3 separate regions of the Mus musculus genome follow, and regions 2 and 3 are each linked to region 1. Evidence: chromatin contacts called from public Hi-C and HiChIP or PLAC-seq data. All regions are on one chromosome and are shown on one strand. The core of a region is the stretch at or near the end of the contact, and the rest is flanking DNA. Distances in the headings are between cores, read along the strand shown. Region 1 holds the start of Mir124-2hg (Mir124-2 host gene (non-protein coding)). Region 2 overlaps Gm30340 (a long non-coding RNA gene). Region 3 overlaps Gm30340 (a long non-coding RNA gene).

The links. A called contact is a pair of places that touch in the nucleus more often than the background predicts. HiChIP or PLAC-seq counts read pairs in DNA pulled down with a chosen protein or histone mark.
Region 2: a Hi-C map of cerebellum shows a contact between it and region 1, with 1.8 times the contacts expected there. The contact joins the enhancer-like site here to the promoter of Mir124-2hg in region 1. A contact is called at or near these places in 1 of 39 promoter capture datasets (hippocampal neurons), 3 of 484 Hi-C or Micro-C datasets (cerebellar granule neurons, cerebellum and cortical neurons), 4 of 115 datasets of contacts at active chromatin or transcription factors (embryonic forebrain, embryonic hindbrain, embryonic midbrain and 1 more) and 1 of 9 other capture datasets (embryonic stem cells).
Region 3: a contact with region 1 is called in an H3K4me3 HiChIP or PLAC-seq map of embryonic forebrain, with 4 times the contacts expected there. The contact joins the enhancer-like site here to the promoter of Mir124-2hg in region 1. A contact is called at or near these places in 1 of 39 promoter capture datasets (embryonic stem cells), 1 of 484 Hi-C or Micro-C datasets (rod photoreceptor) and 7 of 115 datasets of contacts at active chromatin or transcription factors (astrocytes, differentiating embryonic stem cells, embryonic forebrain and 4 more).

What each region holds. Positions count from the first base shown.
Region 1 is chr3:17,787,853-17,792,616 of GRCm38.p6, forward strand. Mir124-2hg (Mir124-2 host gene (non-protein coding)) reads left to right here and starts at 2,069. Exons shown (of 3, transcript NR_033490.1): 1 at 2,069-2,328.
Region 2 is chr3:17,539,687-17,544,450 of GRCm38.p6, forward strand. All of the region lies in intron 3 of Gm30340 (a long non-coding RNA gene), which reads right to left. Among named protein-coding and RNA genes, the nearest start is that of Gm30340, 240 kb to the right of the region's middle. Within about 2 kb of position 1,900, at least 2 of the 459 cell types and tissues checked have an H3K27ac peak or open chromatin away from gene starts, as enhancers often do. A contact at or near this core is called in cerebellar granule neurons and cerebellum, where this site is marked.
Region 3 is chr3:17,580,384-17,585,147 of GRCm38.p6, forward strand. The region is part of intron 2 of Gm30340 (a long non-coding RNA gene); the gene reads right to left. Among named protein-coding and RNA genes, the nearest start is that of Gm30340, 200 kb to the right of the region's middle. Within about 2 kb of position 2,323, at least 6 of the 459 cell types and tissues checked have an H3K27ac peak or open chromatin away from gene starts, as enhancers often do. A contact at or near this core is called in embryonic forebrain, where this site is marked.

The sequences.
Region 1 (4,764 bases), core at 819-3,318:
CGGGGCAAAGCTAGTATTGCCAGAACTGGAGAAGAAGAGGCTGGGTCAAGTACCTGTACTGGGTGGTCTGAAGTCGCCACCCCACTGAGCCATCTCTGCTAGCTAACCAAAGCTAAGCACTGCAACTTCCCCGTAGTGGGCGGGATGCACTGAACACTCTGACCTGGCCCCTCCACGGGCCAGGCAAGTCCTTGAGGATCTTTAGCAATCACACATCCCAGGTCAATAAACTGAAAACGGATAGAATGAACATGATCAGTGAAAAGATACAGGGAAGGAAAATGATGTACCTAGTGCCTCCCCAAGTCAAAGTCCTCTGCCCCGATAAAAAACACCGACCTTTAGACCTGCTTTCTGTCTGGACTCCAGGCACAGAAATGATATTTTGTCAAGTAATTCCAGCCCCCACTCAGCACTTTACAAACATGTTTTACAAACACACAAGAACGTATCTTTTCTTTAGAATGTTTTATTTCATATTTTGTTTTACGTTTCCAAGTATCTTCGTAGGAACGCTTGTTGGATATTTCAAGCAGACAGAGGTACAGCTCAGTTATAGCCCAGTTCACTTAGCTCTGTGCTCAGGGTGAAACATGGCCTAATTCAAACGCCCAGGGTGACTTAGAGTATCAGAGTGAACATTTACAGTCAGGAAGTGGTGACATGTTTTGTTCCCATTGGGTAGTACTGAAGTTGCACCTCTCCAGTGTTCCAGTGTGGGGGGTTCTTGACTAGAGTTAGAATGAGAAATGGGGGTAGGAGCTGACAGTAGACTTAGCAGCAAATTACTGACAATTCAAAGTTTTTTGTGGTAAGGGATTCTACAATTTCCCAGAAGATGGGAGCACTAGGAAGGAGAAAAACACTCCTAAGTATCTTCCTAGCAGTGGCCTTGGGGGAGGGGGGGGTGGCAGGTGAGTGAGAGAGGAAGGTGGCCTTGCCACCCCACCACCTTCATTGAGGTAGAGCAATGGCTTGGTCTGGATTCTTTCTGAAAGAGAAACTGCAGGAATGCAGAGTTGCTTTTTGCGCCCCAACCTACTTAAAGGAGTGGGAGCCAAACCCCTGCTCCCAACAACAAGCAGCATTTTCCTTATCAGAAGCCCTCTGGGACTCAGCAAGCTTGATAGGCTCTGGCTCTGATGTCCCATAAGGCCCACTCTGTGGCTGGAAGAAACATGATCAAAACCCATGGAACTCAGACTTCACTGACCACAGAGTCCTGCCTGGAAAAGTTGAAAACATTCTCCCGAGCAAGGCCTATTTGTAGAACTCCTCAACCTAGTGTCTGTATAGCAAATTCTGATCCTATTTCATATTAAGAACATACTTACGTTTTTATTTAGTCCAGCAGATTTTCCCAAATGACTTAATTTCTTCCTGAGGCAATTTTAAAAATTCAGAATATTATTGTTTTTTAAAAGGAAAGAAATAGAAAGGCTCTCATTTAGAGCACTGAGGGATGTTATCAGTGTGACCTTGACGTGTAAATGGAGAAGGCATGCTAGGTTTGAGTCCGAACTCTTGTCTTCTTGCGTATCTGAGATGTTCTCGGTCTGGCTAAGAACAGGGACATGAGGAGAGATTTGTTTTTAAAGGTTACCATTAGCGGTTCACTAGCTGAGGTTAGGAATTTTGTATTTTTATATTTCGTGAAATTCATGATTTAATTATACTCCTCAAACAAATTAAGGGCAGGCCTTCTACACAAATTGGAGGCAGCTAAATGCTCTTTTGTGCCTGCAGCTCTCGGATTGTTAAAGAGGCTGCTGATGCATGAGAAGAAGTGCCTGATTTAACTCATTGGGATGCAGGAAGCGACCTGCCCTCTTTTGAAAAAAAAGTGAGAGAGAGAGAGAGAGAGAGAGAGAGAGAGAGAGAGAGAGAACACTAGCTTTAGAAGAGCAAGAGGGTGAGTGACAGAGAGAGGAGAGGAGAGGAGAGGAGAGGAGAGGAGAGGAGAGGAGAGGAGAGGAGAGGAGAGGAGAGGAGAGGAGAGGAGAGGAGAGGAGAGGAGAGGAGAAATACAGGGGCAGGGGGTGTGTGCCAAACTCCTTCTTTGCTGAGTAGAAAGCTTCTGAATTTCAAGCAGAAAGTGGAAGGAGCTCCACAGAGCAATATCTTGGGCTGCGTGTGCAGAGCGTAGACAATGAAAATCTCCGCCCCCTCCCCCATGCTCTCAAGTCTTCAAGATTTTTTTCTTTCCTTCACAACGATGGAAGCTATGTAAAAATCAAATACACAGAGATGTATATACTTTTTTTTTTTTAAAGCACAGACTAACAAACCGAAGGACCTGACCATGGATTATTCAAGGACTCACCTGCTGTAAGTACTGTCTGTCTTTTCCTGGGTTTTTAAGCTCTGCTTCGCGCGGTGAACTGAGTGTTCCTATTGTGAGCAGAGTTGCTGCCTGTGTCTGTATGTTTTTATTTGTAGGGGCTTCCTGCATTGTTTTTGTTTTGTTTTGTTTTTCTGTACCTAAGCTGCAGCATTTTACCTAGGCTAGTAATAGAGTCCTGTTATTATGCTGTGGATTGTAGCAGTGGGCTGGGGGCAGGGGAGGCGCACAGATCAGGGTTTCCCGCGCTTTGAGCATCCTTAAGAGTTGCTGCCAGCTTAACATCCTCGCTGAAAGATTGGTTCCTGTCGCTCAAAGGGTAGGACTACGGAGCTACCGGACGAGCTCTGGGGACAGGATGGAGTCAAAAGGAGAGATCTTAGACTGGGAGATGATGGGCCTCCATCCCCACAACAACACACCTAGTTTAGAGCCCTCTGCTGCCCACCGCTAACACCCGTTGTCTTGGGAGGATTAACACGGCCCTGAGCGCTGCTTCTGGAACCGAGCCTTTCCTGCGTTTTTGTTTTGTTTTGTTTTGTTTTTAACTTAAACCTTAAAGCTGGGATCTTCTAGACATCAGGGCTAAGTGAGGATGCCTCTGTGTGTGTGTGTGTGTGTGTGTGTGTGTGTGTGTGTGTGTGTGTGTGTGTGTGTGTGTGACCAAACAATATAAATTGCCATTCGCGGAAGATATTTTCTAGCCTCTTGAAAATATGCAAGAATTCTGCGGCCCATGCTTCCTTTGTGTAGCAGGCAGCGCCAAGCGCTTTGTGCTTCGCAAGTAGAAAATGGCGAGTCCTATTGTGTTTAGGCCATTTTCTTCCGGTACAAGGATTTCCCAAGTTTTCAATACTTTGAGGGGCAGGAGCAAGAATCAGCCCTCTTATACCCAGAAAAGCAAAAGCGGAAGCGGCTATGGCTGGGCCCCTTGGCCCGGTGGGTATGGACCTTGCTTTGAAACCAAGGGTCTGTTTCCCTGCTGTCCAGATATTTGAATAGAAACAATTTGTACTGGTCGGTGCCCTTTAAAGATTTGTAGTTCTAGAGGGCATTAGATCATAAGTGTGTGGTTATACACATACATGAAAATAATACCTCTCCTCTGATAACCTGCAGAAAATGAAAACAAAACAAAACAAAACAAAAAACCACCAATCATTTGGGGGTGGGGTAGTGTATTGTGTTTTTTCCTTTCTCCAGTCATCCCTGGGAGAATCACAGGACAAGATTATTTTTACTCTACTGTGTCAGTCTTTAGATTTTTTTAAACCTAAGATGAAATGCTATTGGTATTGGGGCAAAGAACTACTGAGTAAGAAGCCTTAGTCACTTCATCATCATGCTGTCCTCACTGCCATAGAAAGTGCTGGGGTTAGTAGGGGGATTCTTCAGAATTGGCTCATTGTAGATGTGAGATAGCTATCTACACTGCCCACAGCTGTATGAAGATACAATAGAGACAGGACGATCTCCCAGAGGAGTATTGTTCCGTTCTTTCTCTCTTTTTCCTTGGAGTATCAATTTTATAAATTTTCTTGGTCTAGCTAAGCCATATTCAAAAGTAAACAAAGATGACTCTACAAGACTAAAGAGCTCTGTGTTACTTTTCTTAGCCAGAGGGGAGAGGGTGAGACAAAGTGGGCAGATGAAAATTTTATATCCTATTTATTAAAGATCTTTGTATAGGTGCATTGAGCGATCGTTTGTCAGTTCAGAAATAATGAAATGTAGCCCTCTCCCCATTTGATTCTGGTACTTCATTTGGTGAGAAATACAGAAAAAAAATGAAAACAGCTGAATGAAGAAGAAATGGGGCTCACATACTATTCTCCTCCTTTTATATAATCTTAAAAAGTTAAGAAGTCAAATTAATGAAGAAACACATTGACTTAAAATTTTCCAAAGCACTGGAGCTTGTTCCTTCATATGGATCAAAACCATGGACAGCGAACTAGTTATTAAGCAAACCGACTCCAGCAAAATTGTGTGTGAAATTTTACCTTCATAGCATCTGTTGGAGGCAACGAAAATTTTATTTTATAACAATTTGGAATAAATCTTGAATTTAAAACTAAAATTTGAATTTAAGGGATACTGTATGCATTCTACCACGTTTTAAGGAAATGATAATTCATATCTTCAACATCTGTCCTTTCTCATGGATGTGACTTTTTAAAAATCAAACTAAAGGTCATTTCTACCTTATGTCACTAGTAAATTACAGTTTTAAATACATTCATTTTGGTATGGGATGTTTGTTATAGGACATACAGCTGAATAAAGAAAGAGAAATTTTATATTTTGTCTGGGATTAGCTGAATGACACTAGAGCAAATTAAATAGATTTTTATCAGTGACTAGGTTTCTAAATGCATAGAATTGGAAAAATTAAATGCCACTTTGATAGACAGGGATAATAT
Region 2 (4,764 bases), core at 650-3,149, 250 kb before region 1:
ATACTTGTAGTCATGTGCAGTCTGCTAACAGGTATAGATGTTTATATGTGAGGCAACTATTTTCATTTCAAAGTGCATTGCTCTCTAACTGTTTCCAGCTTTTTAGCTGAGGTCTTTAGTTGTTCAAAAGTAAAAATACTTTGAGCACAAAAAGGTATTTCCAAGGTCTTCCTAAAAGTTGTCTACCCAAAGCACTCCTGCAGGGCTGGACGCCCTTGGTCTACCATTATTCATGGGCAGGCGCCTCAAAGCCACTTCTACCATCTGCCTCCAGCTGTGTTGGCATAACAGAAACTCAAATGTGCAGCAACAAGCTCCAACCCCAAATTTATTGTAAAAGCCACCATTTCTATTTCATTTGGCTAGTAAACAATCTCGTACTATTAGGAAGCTTAATTATAAATAACAGTCTAGCCTTTTAATTGAAATCTACATTTATTTAGAGCCTTTTCATGAGGCTAGAATTAAGAACAAAAAACATTAGGGTTGAATAGAAATGGACCACACTATTCAAATAGAAAAAAATCAAATGCTGCTCAACATCAAAGTGTCCCTGAAAAGCAAAAACTACTTTATACTTAGTATTTTTTCTGTTAGTCTAAAACCACATTGCTAATCAAAGTTATTTTGTTGTTCCTACCTGAAGAAATAATTATAAATATCATTTACATAATAAAGTGTATTTGCAAAAATACATATAATTTATTGTGAACGGTGATGGTTTTAATAAATGAATGTACTCACATTAATTAATCTCTTCACTAAAATTACTATTATGTATAAAATAATTGAGCTAAATGCTCTACAGTCATGATTTTGGATGATTTACCTTATATAAACAATAATAAATATATGATAGTTGCAGGGGTGGTTCTGATGCTGTCCTGTTACCTAACTGGTTCTTGATCTGTCAGTAAAGAAGCCAGGCTAATTGCTGGTCAGAAGGAATAGAAGGGACTTCCAGGTCCCTCGAGGAAAGGAGAGATGCAAGGTAGGAGAGGAGAGTTAGCCATGCTTTGGGGACAAAAGCCAGGCAGCCATGGGAAGTCTCAAGAGGGACAACGGATTATGGCTACTCCTATAGGGATATTTAGTAGGATCTAGATGTAACTGAGCACTAAAGTTTAAGACAGGCAGGAGGTGCAGTGCTGTGAGTATTGATAAGGGCATGCTACCAGCAGGAGTCCAATAATGCCCAACAATTGTGATAAGAAGGCAAGTTGAAAACAAACAACTGTGTATGAATCATTGACTCATCAATTCAAGAGAATCTGGGAGGGGGCTGGTAGCATGGCCTGTTCCCAGAGCTAAGGCAGGGTAGCAAAAGCTACATGCAACATGATAGTAGTCAGAATATATTTTTATGACTTAAGTGAAATTTTATGAAATAATTTAACTTCATAGTTTTCTGTATTATTCTAACCAATAGCTACTTCTAATACATTTCATACATAATTATTGAATTAATAAATTAATCTTGAAAGATACTATAATGCTTCAGTCTGTATATGGGAAAACAATAATAGACCAGGCAAAATAAGTTTAACTGTATTTTCTGGCTTGTGGAGTTCATGATCAAGTAAGATAAATAAGACAAAATAAGATCACAAAGAGGACAATGGTGATGATAAGCAACTTGAGAGTTTAATATTAGAAATGTTGCAAGGCAAGAAAACTATAGACATCATTGTTGAAAAAAGTACAAAACTGAAATGTAGAAGAAAAGATATTTTATTCAGTGAAAAAAAAAACTTATAAGAAGTTGATACTTATGATGGAACTTGAATGCAGGCTGTCCTTTTAGAAACAATTCTTCAGAAACATAGAAATGATATTCCAGATGGAGTTCACAGCATGAGCCAAGGCCACAGATGATCCAGAAAGGGAGGGGTGGGCTTAGCAAAGAGTGAGTCATTTATTTTGACTGGAGAAATTATACAGACCAAAGTAACAAAATGAATCTTAGCAGGATAAAATAGAGCCAGGATAAATACTATTTTAACTCAGTGGTCAGTGAAGAAGAATGTAAACCCACCCACCTTTCAATCCATACATCTACTTACAAATCCATTAGTGTGAAAATGGTTTGTTTAATATTAATAGTCAAGGCCTTTTACAACCAAAATGCAAGAAAAATATGCATGAAATTAACTCTATTCCTTTACCATTAGGGAATTTAGGTATGTCACACCAAGAAATGACTGTAGGAGAGCAAAATGCACTGTCTTGCCTCACACTTTATTTTAAAGTAATGAGTTGGAGAACACTGAAAACAAAATAAGATAGGATAAAAGCAGTGGGGGTGATAAGGGATATCTTTGACAGGCCCATACCAAGTTGTACCCCTGAGAAATTACACCATGCAACAGATCTAGTGTAAGAGATTTATTGGAGGAGAGGACAATGGAAGCCCATGTAGAGACATGACATATTGGAGAAATAGAAAGTGACAGAAAGAGAGACATGAAGTAAACACACGAGACAGGATGAGGAGAGTACTACAGTGGCTAGGATTCCTTTTAGACACAGCACCTAACACACATAGCACACCTAGCAGCTGCAAGTGGTGACATAAGCTGCTTCAATGTCCCTGAGAACAGACCAGTAGCATCGCCTGGTTACTAAGAGTAGAAATTATTCTTTTGTCTAAAAACTTGCATAAACAAAGGGACTCTCCATTTGTAGAAGTGTCTGCTTTCTGTAGGAAAATGAATTATAAAATATATTCTCATTAAGAAAAGATTGCAAGATAAAGCTGCTTCCTACTATTGAAAGTGCTAGTCCTTGCCTGTTTTTCTGATCTTTACCACACTCTTCTTTCTAGGTTTAAATATGTGATTATATGTAAGCTTAGTTTCAAATTACCTTCTTGAGTTTTGGTAAATTATGTCTCCTGCGTATGCATGAGGTGTATGTGACATTAAATTACTGAATTTCTGTTTGTTTCTTGAACATCTTATTTTGTTATAAGAGTCCATCTCAACAAAAACTACAAACAGTAAAAAGAATATTATTTTCCTCTTCAAAATAACTTTTTACAATCTGGCAAAATGTGTAAAACTGGTATACCTGTCAATCATTACGTGAAGAAGGACTCCTGTCATACAATCCCATCACTATGTGATTACATTAATTAGTGGGTAACTCTGGTAGAAGCTCAGTAGACCAGAATGTCTAGAACAGTGGTTCACAACCTGTCAGTCATGATCTTTTTGATAGTCACATATCAGATATCTTGCATATCAGATATTTATGTTATGACTCATAACAGTAGCAAAGTTATAATTATGAATAAGCAACAAAATAACTTATGGTTGGGAGTCACTAAAACATAGAGAACTAATTGTATTAAAGGTTTGCAGTCTTAGAAAGGTTGAGGACCAGTGATCTAGAGAAATGCATCATAAATACCAGGCTTAAAGACAGGAATGAAAACTTCTGGGAAATAGGCTAGACTAGATTGTATACTACATTGTACAAAGAACTTGTTCATATGTCATCTATGTCCTGAAGCTTTGTAAGAAGCTGAATTTTGAAAGCGTAGGACAGTTAATGTGATGCAGGAGGTGTTGCAATAACTTAACACTTAGAATATGAAACGGTTTTGATCATCTATTTTAACCAGATTAATATTAAGAATTAATAGAAAATAAAAGAAGAATAGATAAAAATGGTAAACATTTACTTCATGCAGTAAACGATGTCTAAAGTTGTCTTTAAGGAAACCATGATTTCTGAAGAGATTATAGCCAATACGGTGATGCAAGAAAGCTGGGAATCTGTATGAAATGTGACTTTATGCATCTCGGGTCTTGTCCAGATCCCACATATGACAAGCTCAAGTGTATGAAAGAGTAGATTCATGTGAAGTCTGTCCCTTAAGAAAAAATTACCACTTCCTTGTTTACACAAAACCAACTAGAAGTTTACTCTCCAGGAAACCATTTACCTAATTTACTTATTTATGCACTTAAATGTCTATGCAGGGCTATTTCAAGCAGGTGGGCCTGCTTGCATTTAGGCTAGTGAAAGAGCCTTGTTTCATCTATGTGATGTTTGTACTGCATGGAGAATTGAAGTTTTCAAGAAAAATTTTAGAGAAAACCCTGGGAGATGAGATAGAATTTGACATAGCCAGAGATAGGTAGCCCTGTGTAAGGTCAAAATCTAAGGCATAATAGAGAAATTAGGATGATAGAAATATAAGAAACATCTGCTGAGTTAAGTAATAGTCAATGAGTAGAAGTGTCCCACCTCAAGAAAGCATCTCCAGTGCAAATGCCATGACCATAGGAATGCCAGGACCACAAGGGTCTCAATACCCAGCATCATTGGTAGATACCACAATACTGGTTGCTCTAAATGCTGGACATGGAATAATAATTTTCAGGCCATTGTATGAGAGAGTAAACTCATTTGAAATCTGTCCCGTATAGTGTAGTTGCTCTGCTGAACTTTGTGTTGCTTTCATCCAGTGTTTCCTATACTGCTATCAACTTTTTAGAATAGGAGTGGATATTCTGTGCCATTTTTCTTTGGAGTATATAACTTGCATTTTGCTTGTTTGTTTATTTGTTTAAATAACAAATTGACTTAAAGATTTTTGATTTTAGAATTTTGAAGAAAATTAGAACTTTTGAGATTTTAGAGACTTATCAGAGGTGAACTATATTTTTCATTTCATAGCAATACATTTTTAATTTTTTGAGAAATTCATGTATGGTATTATATTTATACCATTTCCAACCCTCTCACTCTCCTTTC
Region 3 (4,764 bases), core at 1,073-3,572, 210 kb before region 1:
TTGGAGCTTATTCCTAATTTTCTATTTAAAGCTCCCCAGCATTTAAAAGTGCAGAGAACTTTAAAAAGTTAACTATCCATTCTGAGGGCATAATCACAGACACAATTCTTGTCTTTTACAAATAAAACAAATTAATTTACAATATCTCAATAATATCTAAAATAAATCTCCCCTTTTATAATCTTGCTTGATATGATCTTGCTTGATCACTTGTTTCCAGTGATTACATGCCAAGTCCATATAAGTTCCCAATTCGAGCAAAATACTAGTATATCTGGACATAGAGCACATAATATCTAGCTTGCTTTGTTTTTTTGATTACTCTTAGTTCATTTGAATTGTCCTCTAAAGTATATGTTCTTTGTCAATATCTAAAAGTAAAGAAAAAAATATAATATCTTTACTAAGGGTAAACAGATGAGGGCTGTGAGATAGCTCCGTGAGTGCTAAACATCATGACCTGAGTTCAGAACCCCAGCATCCATGGAAAAGCCAACAGACACACATGCCTCTATCCTGAGCACTGGGGTGTGACAAAATACATCCTTGAGGCTTCTTGCCAGTTTTTCTAGCCAAAACAGTGAGGTTTCAGGAACAGTGGGAGACCTATCCTCAAAATATAAAGCAGGGAGTAAAAGCAGACATCTAATGTTGACCTCTCCCCTCCATGTGTGCACAGGCAAGCACACCTATGAGGAAGTATATCCCTCTTTCTCTCTTTCTCCCTCCCTCCCTCCCATCCTCCCTCCCTCCCTCCTTCCCTCAAACAGTGAAAGAGAAAATGAGTAGATGAGATTACTAACTAAAAGAGAAGTTAAAACTAAGGACTACATAGGAAAATAAAAAGTTGTGTAATCAGTGTTACATTACTAAGCGACATTTTTTAAGTGAATACTTCAGATATACTTCAGATTTGTTTAAATAAATGTATAGCAGTACCCCATTCTGGCAGACCCAAAATGTGGATATATAATTAACCTTCAAACTGTCCGAACCAGTGTTCAGTCATCATCACCATGCCTCCAGTGATGTAAGCCCCAGAGGAAAACAAAATTCTTGTCGCTGTCTTTCTCATTTGTGGCCCCAAATCACACAGAGAAAATGAGGTTTTTTTTCCAGCTTCTTTTTCAATGCAGAATGCTGCCTATGAAATTTATTTTCACAGAATAGTAAACCAACTGAAATGCCTTCTGAATGATAATGTTTCAGAGTCTGGATTTAAGATCCTATTATTGCATATTGAAATGCAATTCAGATGTTCTACTGATCAGTTGAGACATTTTCTAAATTCTCTTGGCTGGCTGGTATATCATCAAATAATTATTACAAGATTCTTAGGCATACTAAATAATTACCTGCAGCATATAGGAGCTTTATCTTTTCAAGTGTCATCTTCGCCACATGCTTTTCTGCTTGACAAGATATTTTTCCAACTCATAACCTTAAATTACATTAAAAAGTTTGTTCTCTACCCTTGAGATGATGTTACATATAAGAATTTCCTATATTATCAAGGAAGTAAACCAATAACTGTCTGCACAAGCAGGTATAAGATATCCCTGACATTTTTACATACATAAATAAGAGGTATTTTCCCTCTACAAATTACATGAATTTTATCACTTTCTTTATTTTAATTACCTTTTTTATCTAGTAGCCATCTTTCCATGATTCTACATGGAAGTGTGTCATTTTTAGTGCAGCCTTTGACATTGTCTTACTTGCTAATATGCTCGTAATGATTAGACTGGAAAAAGTCAGCATTAAGGAGTCTGACTCCCTCAGATGGATATTTCTGGTCCACAGAACCAACAATGTAGTGTGTCTAAAAGACTTTCTATCTAAATACTGTTTATGTTATTTTTCAAGCACAGCATCTGAAAAATTTGTTTGTTCACTTTCACTCAAATGTTTAATTCTTTCATTGGTCCTTTTATCAAGTTACATTCCCATTTTAAGGCACATAGGATGTCCCCACCAAAAGGTACAGAATGGAAGCATAAAGTGAAACGTTAGCAAAAATACAATATGAAAATATTTTGAAGATTTTCGATAACAAGAAACATTTTAAATTTTTTATTTCTCCTTTGGAAGATAACAAGAACCACATATTTGATTCAAAAAATGATTTGAGGGTAAGAAAAGGCTTGTTTTATCTTGCCTGAGTAATAGGGTTTTTTTTTTTTTCCTTTGCTGAATTCTCTGCGTGAATAAGAGAGTGGCAGCCATTTTTTTTTCCCAGCTCAACATCAAAACGCCTTTCATCTGCTGTCTAAACGCAAACAAAGCAAACCTTCCGCCAGGCCTTTCTTTCCAGATAAATTAAAACTCTCGTGTCCTGGGGCCTAAATCAAGCCTACAGGCCTTCCCTAGATAAATCCGCTCTCAACCCGAAATCTTCTCAACACACGTGCTCCTTGTAAGATAATTTTGCAGTAGCTAATCAATAATGCAACAGTAAATTGCATTTAAATAAACATTAGCGGCCCCTCTTAATGAGTAAAACCTCATCTGCAATTTGTCAAAGTCGGAAATACTGGACTCTTTTGATATTCATTAGAATATTGGAAATTGGAGCTTTGACGGGTTTTATGTACGATTCAATTACCATCGTGTGTGCATGTATTTTTTAAAGGCATGCTTTTATACATTCTGGGAAAATATAGCAGAACATACAGCAAGTTTCTAGACTGAAATTCATATGTCTGCAACCACCCTGGTTAAATATATATGGAGATAATCCTGTTTTCCATTGCAAATTATGAAGCACCCAAGTTGGGTATACCTCGTTTAAAATTTCTGACTGTAGACAAAGAAAAAGTAAAAATTGTTCCTGTGAAGTGATAAGAAGACCCTGTGATTTGACGCTTCATAGATCTTTATTCCTCTCTTTCACCAAAAAAGTCCTCATTATTGGAGGAGTCCAGACTTAAGAGCAGAAAGTAATGAGACAGCTTGGCACGCAGAACTATTATCCTGAGCTTGTAAAAATGATTTCTAAAATTATACATTTTAATATTGATTAAGAATGCTCAGATATTAGAAACATCTGGTTTATTAAGTATAGCTTTGTGATATGGATTTCTGTCATTCTAAATTATGTTAACTGTAGAAAGCTGAATCTGAATCACTATTGCTCACAAAATCCTTAACAAAAGACTGAAAAGATTCTAAGACATATATGTGAGCCATACTGCATAAGAAACCAAGATTACAGCCATTTCTTGTAAGGGATGAGATAGCCTATGATTTAAACAAGATCCACCTGATATCATATTTTGTACCCTTAATGTGGCATTTTCTAGACACCTAGATTAAGGAATAAACTTGCAAGCAAAATTAACCCTATTGTGAAAGTATCTATATAAATATGTTCTGTTTTATAGGAATTCCAGTTACTATAGACATAAAATGGAATAATATGATATAGTGATTTTTTTAGAAGAAGGTAGCTATTTGCTGGGACTGTAACTGGAAATATTTTTTTAGTTAATTTAGTTACTTACATCCCAAATGCTGCCCTAACTCCCTCCCAGTCCCTGGTCCCCATGTCAGTGTCCCTCCCCTCATCCCCCCTTCTCTTTTCCTCTGAGCAGGGGAAAAGAGCTTTCTTTAAAGTTGTTTCTGGACTATAGGATCTATTCTCCAACAGAGCTGACTTTGTCTAGCCTCAGTAGGAGAGGATGTGCCTAACTCTACAGATACTTGATGCAACAGGCTGTGGGGATAGCTAGGGGCTCCTACCTAATTTGTATATTTTTTGTGTAATGTCATCATTGTAAAAAAAAGAACTGCTACAATTTTATAGACAAACAATGTACATACCAAAAGGTTCACCTAAGCACCATACAAGAAAGCAAATACCTATTTCCTCGGCTATATTTCAATTCACGTACCAAATGCCCATTCAATGTATCATCACGATAGTCTAGCAAAAAAAAATTATGGAAAGAATGCAAAAGTAATTCAGTGTGACCATTTTGAGCGCTAGACAAAAATCATTTGAAATATTTACACTTTCACACAACCAATTATTAGCAAAGGCAGGTTGAAATGGTATATTAAAAATATAATATAAGCATGAAAAACTAGTGAGTGTTCTAATTTGCTAACCTTTCTAATTTCTCGTATCACAGTAGTAAGGTACTCTTACTACTGTGTATGTCATATAGTGAATTAAAATTTATGGTGGTGTTATATGTGACAATCTTCAAGAAGCATGCTTGTTGCAACCACCAAACCCTTAGGAAATGTCTCCTGACATTTATCATATGTAAACATGCATTAGGCTATAAGACAAAGAAAACCATACAAAGACAACCATACCCAGGTCTTATGTCAGTTAGTAGTAACCATCTCTGATTGTAAAGAAAGAGAAAGGATGATATAATAACAGCAAATAAATGTGACGCTCCATCTCAAACTGTATTAACATATTTTTAAAAGGTTATAATGCCTTCATAAGAAGCAAAACAGTGGTGAGGGATGCACGAACTTTGATGACTGAGAATGAAAGGCATTTCAAAGACATGCATTTCTCTACCAGGTAAACATTTAAGATTATTTGTTAAATCATAAGTATTAAGCATACAGAAGGAAAACTGGAAAACTTAGGAGGCATTCAAGTAAGTCTTTATGCCTTTGAGCTAGGCTTCTTAAATGTGATGACAAGAACACATGTATTTTTTTTAAGTAGGTAAATTTTAATTCACTATGTTAAAAATAGAAACATTTGGGTCAGTGAGATAAGTGTGGGTAAATGCA